Regions from separate parts of the Sus scrofa genome. Here region 2 is linked to region 1. The links are chromatin contacts, called in public promoter capture Hi-C maps. All regions are on one chromosome and are shown on one strand. The core of a region is the stretch at or near the end of the contact, and the rest is flanking DNA. Distances in the headings are between cores, read along the strand shown.

What was found. Promoter capture Hi-C pulls out the DNA fragments that hold promoters and counts their contacts.
Region 2: a contact with region 1 is called in a promoter capture Hi-C map of liver, with 2.2 times the contacts expected there. The contact joins the promoter of STRADA here to the promoter of TEX2 in region 1. A contact is called at or near these places in 1 of 5 promoter capture datasets (liver) and 1 of 2 datasets of contacts at active chromatin or transcription factors (alveolar macrophages).

Annotation. Positions count from the first base shown.
Region 1 is chr12:14,762,727-14,765,811 of Sscrofa11.1, forward strand. TEX2 (testis-expressed protein 2) reads left to right here and starts at 1,728. Exons shown (of 15, transcript XM_021066767.1): 1 at 1,728-1,866.
Region 2 is chr12:15,190,083-15,193,307 of Sscrofa11.1, forward strand. STRADA (STE20-related kinase adapter protein alpha) reads left to right here and starts at 1,711. Exons shown (of 11, transcript XM_021066785.1): 1 at 1,711-1,839.

The DNA.
Region 1 (3,085 bases), core at 478-2,977:
GAGGGTTGGGGGTGGGGGTGGGGGCCCACTCTGAGATGCACACAGCCAGTTTTCCAGGACCCTTGCAGGGTGCAGCCCCAGGCTTCCACCTCCACGCCCCACCCCCACTCCAGGTGGAAGTTTTAAGATGTGGCCAAGAAAAGCTTTGGGCTGTTTCTTTCTTTCTTTCTTTTTTTTTTTTTTTTTTTTTCTGGATCTTTTCTAGGGCTGCACCTGCGGAATATGGAGGTTCCTGAGCTAGGGGTCTAATCGGAGCTGTAGCTGCCAGCTTTCTCCAGAGCCACAGCAACACAGGATCCAAGCCGCATCTGCGACCTACACCACAGCGCATGGCAACGCCGGATCCTTAACCCACTGAGCGACACCAGGGATGGAACCTGAAACCTCATGATTCCTAGTTGGATTCGTTAGCCACTGAGCCACGTCAGGAACTCCTGTTTCTCTATTAATTAACTGTCTATGTTGCACATTTCCAGATTTCCACAACTGGAGCCCTCTCCATTTCAAACAAGGATTCCTTTTTCTTTGGGAAGGCCAAGGGGAAGCAAATGGTGATCCCAGGCAGTGATGTCTGCAACCCAGAGACTTCATCCCGATGAGGCTAACTCATGTGTGTGTGTGGAGCTGTTGCTGGTGAACACAGCATTCATCAGATATCAGAGCAAAAAAAAGGGGGGTTGTTGTTCAATTTGCGGGTTCTGGTGGAAGAGCTGACTTTCAAGTTCAGATCATGACTTCTGGGTCAGATGTATGTCTGGGACATGGGGATGGGGAGAGGAATGTGTCTGGGAGGGTGAGCAGGGCTTGATGGTGTGGGAGTCAAGTTCCAGAAGGGCAAGGGTTATAACTGGGCCTGGTGATGGCAACGAGGAAGGGTGTGTTTGCCCTTAAAGCATTTAAGCATTGTCTCATGAGTCAGAGAACAAGACCGGCTAGTTGCTTCATTCCCGCCCCGTGCCCTTCAAGTTCAGGTCTTAGTATGACCCATTCACGGAATGTTCTGAGTTTCTCAGTAGGCAGCCTCCAGCCCAGCAAGTTTCCTAAACATATATTATTGATCTTCAGAATGAAAACAACAAAAAAAAAGAGGTTATCTTTATTTGTGGCAGTTGAAGCAGAATTTCATTACAGTGATGGACTGTGAAATATATATCTGAGTGTGGCTATTGTACCACCTACATCAGAATCACCGCGGGGGAGGGATGTTGAGAAATGTATACTTTCCCCAGTTCCATTCCAGACACAGGGAATGTCTGTTAGAAATCCTGCAGGGTGAGGCGAATATCTGGGATTGCACGGGAACAGATGTGTCTGACAGCACTCTAAACCTCAAATTAGAGTCCATTTGCCAAGCGGGAGACCCTTGCTTCTCCGAGCCTCAGTTTCTTCTTCTGACAGAGGCAGGTTCTATCTCTACTTGTTGCTAGGTTGCAGGAGGAGGAAATTAATAAGTACAAAGTGCTGATAAGAGCCGGGCTGCTGGCCTGGGAGAGAAGAGAAGCTCTTACCCCTCCACTCCAGGCTCTTCCAGGTAACGCCGCCGCAGTCCCTCTCCCGGGCCTCGTGGACGGCGGCCCCTTTAACAGGCCTGACCAATCGCCCGCCCATTTCCGCGGCTGCTCCTCGGCGCGCGGGTAGGGGCTGGATTGGCCGGGCCTGGCGCGCGGCCTGCTCCGCCCCCGCCGCCCTCTGGTTGGAGGCGACGGCCGCGGGCGCGGGGCGGATCCGCCGGCGGGGCGGGGCGGCCGGTGCCCCGGGGCGGGCGGGCGGCCGGACGGCTGCGGGAGCCCGAGCCGAAGCCGGAGCCGAGGCGGCCGTGGAGTACGGGCGCCGGCGCACTACAATGAGGCAGCCAGTGGATCCAGGGTGAGCGTGCTCGGGGCCAGGCGGGGCGGTGGAGGGACCGCCCGCTGAGAAGGCCTGGGTTGGGTGGCTCCGGCTTCACTGGGTCCAGCGTGCGGCCCGGGGCTGGCGGCCGTTAGTGCGGCGGGGCGCGGGGGTCCGGCTCCTCAGGAACCCACTGTCACGGTTTGGGTGTTGACGGGGACGCCCACTCGCGACGCCCTCGGGCGCACCCTTCTTCCCTTTGGGGCGGTGTGGGGCGGTCTGGGCTTGACCCCGCTGGAGGTGTGAGCTGGCGGGTCGCTGTAGCATGCCGTCCGCTGGCTCCGGACTCGGCCCCGGCCGGGGAGGACTGCCCACATGCAAACTAAGGGAAAACGGCTTGTAATTTTATGAATGGGGCCCCGCGTTCCTGCCGCCCCCCGCGCCATCGTCGCGAAATGCCTGAAAGTCGAGAACCATAGTTACTTTTACGCGGATCCTTCAGAGGCTGGCTGCGCCTCGGGTTGTTTTTCCTCTAACTCCTGGAAATCGCGGGTGGCGGTGGGTGGTTTGCGTGCCTTAGACCTGAGGCGGCGGCGTCCCGAAAGCCGAGGGTTTGGAAGGTTAACAAGTGACATTGGGCTGAGGCCTAACGCCAGGTGCCCTGCCCGGGAGCGCGGGTGTGACGGCGTAGGCTGTGCTGCTGGCGAGCTCACGAATGCAACCGTGGGGCCGGAGATGGACTGGACCGCCGGCTTCACTTGCACCACGCACGCTGCCTAGAATGCATGGCTGACGCGGGAGTCGGTGCAGGGGAGTTTTCCCCTTTCAAAAATGGTTTTTGGAAAACTTAGCCCATCGGTGGGTTGATGGTTACTTAAACCATCGGTTGTTATGGTTACACGGCATCCAGTATAAGGGCAGAGTCTGTTTCCACCCTCGCTCTTCCTCCAAGGCTATGAAGTACTTTGTCACTAGGTTTTAATAGACGCTGCCCAAGGAGGGCATACTTTTTCAGAGTTAGAGGAAAAGCGTGGGCTCCCTGAAGGTAGGGGGAGGTGCCATATTCATGTTTGAAGTTCTAGGTCTTGACACCATGGCTTCTCTGCCCAAGAACTGAAAAGAACCAGCCTTTCCGCACGGTTTGGTGATTTTCATCAAAGGATTTAAAGGAGTCCTTTCAGGAGCCTGATGTAAGCTGGAAGGGAAACGAGTGACTTTTATGTGGAAACCAAAAAGGAACAACAGAGGGGCAGATGAT
Region 2 (3,225 bases), core at 461-2,960, 430 kb after region 1:
CTGAAAATTGACCTTTCACTACACCCATTTTCTGAGTTATCTGGCTTTAGTATGCCCTTTTGCAAGGAAATTTGCTCCCTGAAACAGAGTCAAGGCTGAAAGTTTGCCCAACTAGCTTTTGTGTGCAGTCAAGAAGATTCGAAAATCTTTTAGCCACTTTGACCAACTGACATCCAGTTAGGAAATGACATAGCTATTGGGCTGGGGATTAGATGGCAAGTACTACCATGTTTAAATTCCCCATTGTGATGGCTGCATCAAGTTTGGCACTGGGAGTTCCCGTTGTGGTGCAGCGAAAACGAATATGACTAGGAATGATGAGGTTGTGGGTTCTGTCCATGGCTTCCATCAGTGGGTTAAGGATTCCGAGTTGCCCTGAACTATGGCGTAGGCTGCAGACGCGTGGCTCAGATCCTGCATTGTTGTGACTGTGGTGTACGCCAGCAGCTGCAGCTCCGATTTGATCCCTAGCCTGGGAATCTCCGAGTGCCACAGGTGTGGCCCTAAAAAAAGGCAAAAAAAAAAATGTTTGTCATCTTTTCAGGCACTGACTCCTCTAATACCCTTGATTCTAAAGACAACAGGTGAAGAAGGTCTTTTGAAAAGAACATTGCAGGGCAGCTCAGGTCCTTGGTGTGGCATGAGCTTGATCCCTAGCCTGGGAACTTCCATATGCCGTGGGCAAGACCAAACAAATGGAAAACATTGCAGGGAATTTTACTTCAATTTCTGCTACTGTCTTGCTTTGTAAATTTGCCAAGTCTGCTGCTGAAAAAAAAGTTATCTTATTTGACAGAGAATAGTGAGGATACTGCTTTGGAATGTTATAAAGCACTAGATGAGATCAAAGTGATGTGGGTAAAATTTAGTGAGACGCTGAGATGCACTGGCAAAGTTCACATTTCAGTTTCGCTGCACATTTCCGACAGCCCCTGTTTGAAGGTAGCTGAACTTCTCCCCCATCTTGGAAGTTAGACCAGCATGAATGTGTGCCAAGGGTCATAGCTGGTAGGGGTGAGTGTTCATTACTTGAGGGAGTATGTCCATTTTGGGATCCACCCCACCCCCACCAGCGTGGGCGGAGTCACTAAAAAAAGTCTCACAGAAGGAGTCTTGCTCCATCATTTATTGCTTCATCCTTTCTCAAGAGCTGCATGCCTCTGCTTAGGCTAGCTTCCCCACCAAGGCGAACCTGACACGTTTCTGCAGACAGAGTTGTGGGTCAAAGGATCCAGAACCGGGAGTTCCCTGGTGGCTTAGCGGGGTTGAGGATCAAGCCTTGTCACTGCTGTGACTCTGGTTACAGCTGTGGCGCGAGTTCCTTTTCTGCCTCGGGAACTTCCGCATGCCCCGGGCACCACCAAAAAAACAAACAAACCAAAAAACCTTGTACAAAGGATCCAGGACAAAGATCCAGAGGGGGGAATAAAGATAGTTCTCATTGGTTCAGGTATTTTCCTCCTTTTACAGATAAGGAATCTGTGCCACAGAGAGAGGATGGCTTTCCCCTTTGAAGCCTGTCAATCCGGTGCCCCGGAGGCCAAAGTGAAGGGCCTTTGAGAGTATGAGGCTGTTTTTTCCACTAAAATCCCATCACACGAAAGGAAAGGCACCCAAAAAAAGTACTCAAAGTAGCCAAATCAGCAGCCAGTGTTGCCGTGCCTTACTCTAGCTCCCTTGACTCTTGATTGTTGAAATCATCCCACTTCCTTCCTGCAGCGCGACGGAAGCTCTGGCAGCCCTTTTCGGACCCCGAGCCGACACCGACGACAAGCTAGGTCTTTGGCTTCCACACACGGGAGAAACGGGTCCCTTCTGCTGGAGGCCGAAAGCCCTCAGGTATGCGCTGCGCGTAAAAAGGTTAACTCAGAACTGGAGAACCGCTTTCCGCGGGGCGCGGCTGAGGACCCTCCGCACGGCAGCCACGCGGGACTCAGGCAGAACTGCCCCCACTTGCGGCGCCCCGGGGCGGGGCTTCCTCTCCCGCGCTGGTGGGGCGGGGCAACGAGGAGCTTCCTCGCTCCTCCTCGCCCCGCCTAGAGGAGCAGGGACCGGGCTCCCTCGCTCCTTGGAGTGATTGGGCGGGGCCTCCTGTCCAGCTCCGGGGTGGGGCCGAGGCAGGGCGGAGCTCTCTACCAGCCCTCCCCGGGTCCCTCTACTGCGCATGGCACGTTGCGTACCTCCTCCCAGCAACCGGCCCGGCGGCAGCGCGGCGGTAAACTAAGGAGGCGGAGCTGAGACTGGGTCGGGACTGCTTGCTTACTCCAGGACCAGGTACCGGGCTGGCGGGACCGCCTGGTGCGCTCCAGGGATCAGTCGTTCCTCGCTCTGATGCCAATTACATCTTCTCAGGGGCACCCTCTTTCAGAGCGGCCATCCCGAGCACCCTCTCGCCCTTCACGGGCCCCTTTTCACCCGAATCCTTCTCGGTTCCCGCAGTGAGGGGCTGCAGCCGGAGAGCAGAATAGGCTTGGGCCAGGCCCAGACACACCCGAGTGGAGTTTCCGGGCAGAAGAGGCGAGCGTGCTTTCCCTCCCTTCTCCCCTGATTTTCAGGTGGGAAACCTGCGGCCCAGGTGGCGGTTTGTCTTGATGAAGCTAAGAGGCGGCGGCGTATCCTAGTGCTGCACTCTCCCCGAAACCCCCCCCCCCGCGTCCCCGGTCCCGCATCCCCATCTCATCCCAGGCTAGGTAGGTCAGGTCCTTGTTAGGAAAGAGTATTCCCTGAATCAACCTAAGTAGAGCTTCTAATTGTCTTGCTTTTCAAAATGTTTAAGCGCCCACAGTCGATTTGGGGTGTGGGTGGGTAAGTGAGCGCGAGAGAAGGGGAGTGGTGAAATAAAATTGTTCACGTTTTCTGGAAATAGGGAACTTCTCTGCTAGGAGAAGTGCCAAGATATCCTAGCATATTCTAACTTGATTTTTACCAAGAGAGGAAAAGCTGTTCGAATTGGTCCTTTTCTTATTGAAATATCTGTTGGAGTAGAACCGTATTCCAGTATGTATTTGTGGCATTAAGACAGTTTTTCATCGACTGACTGGTGTTTTTCTTTGGCGTCCCCCCCTCAAGACTATTTCTCCTCCCTGAGAGTTGAAGAAACTAAATCTTTTCTGATTATCTGCCTCAGGCCAGGAGCCTATTCACCCATAAGTACTGAACTGGTTATATCTCTTCCTCCCCACCCTTGAACTAGGTTTCTTAGAGGTATTGTGGCTCAAATGCATT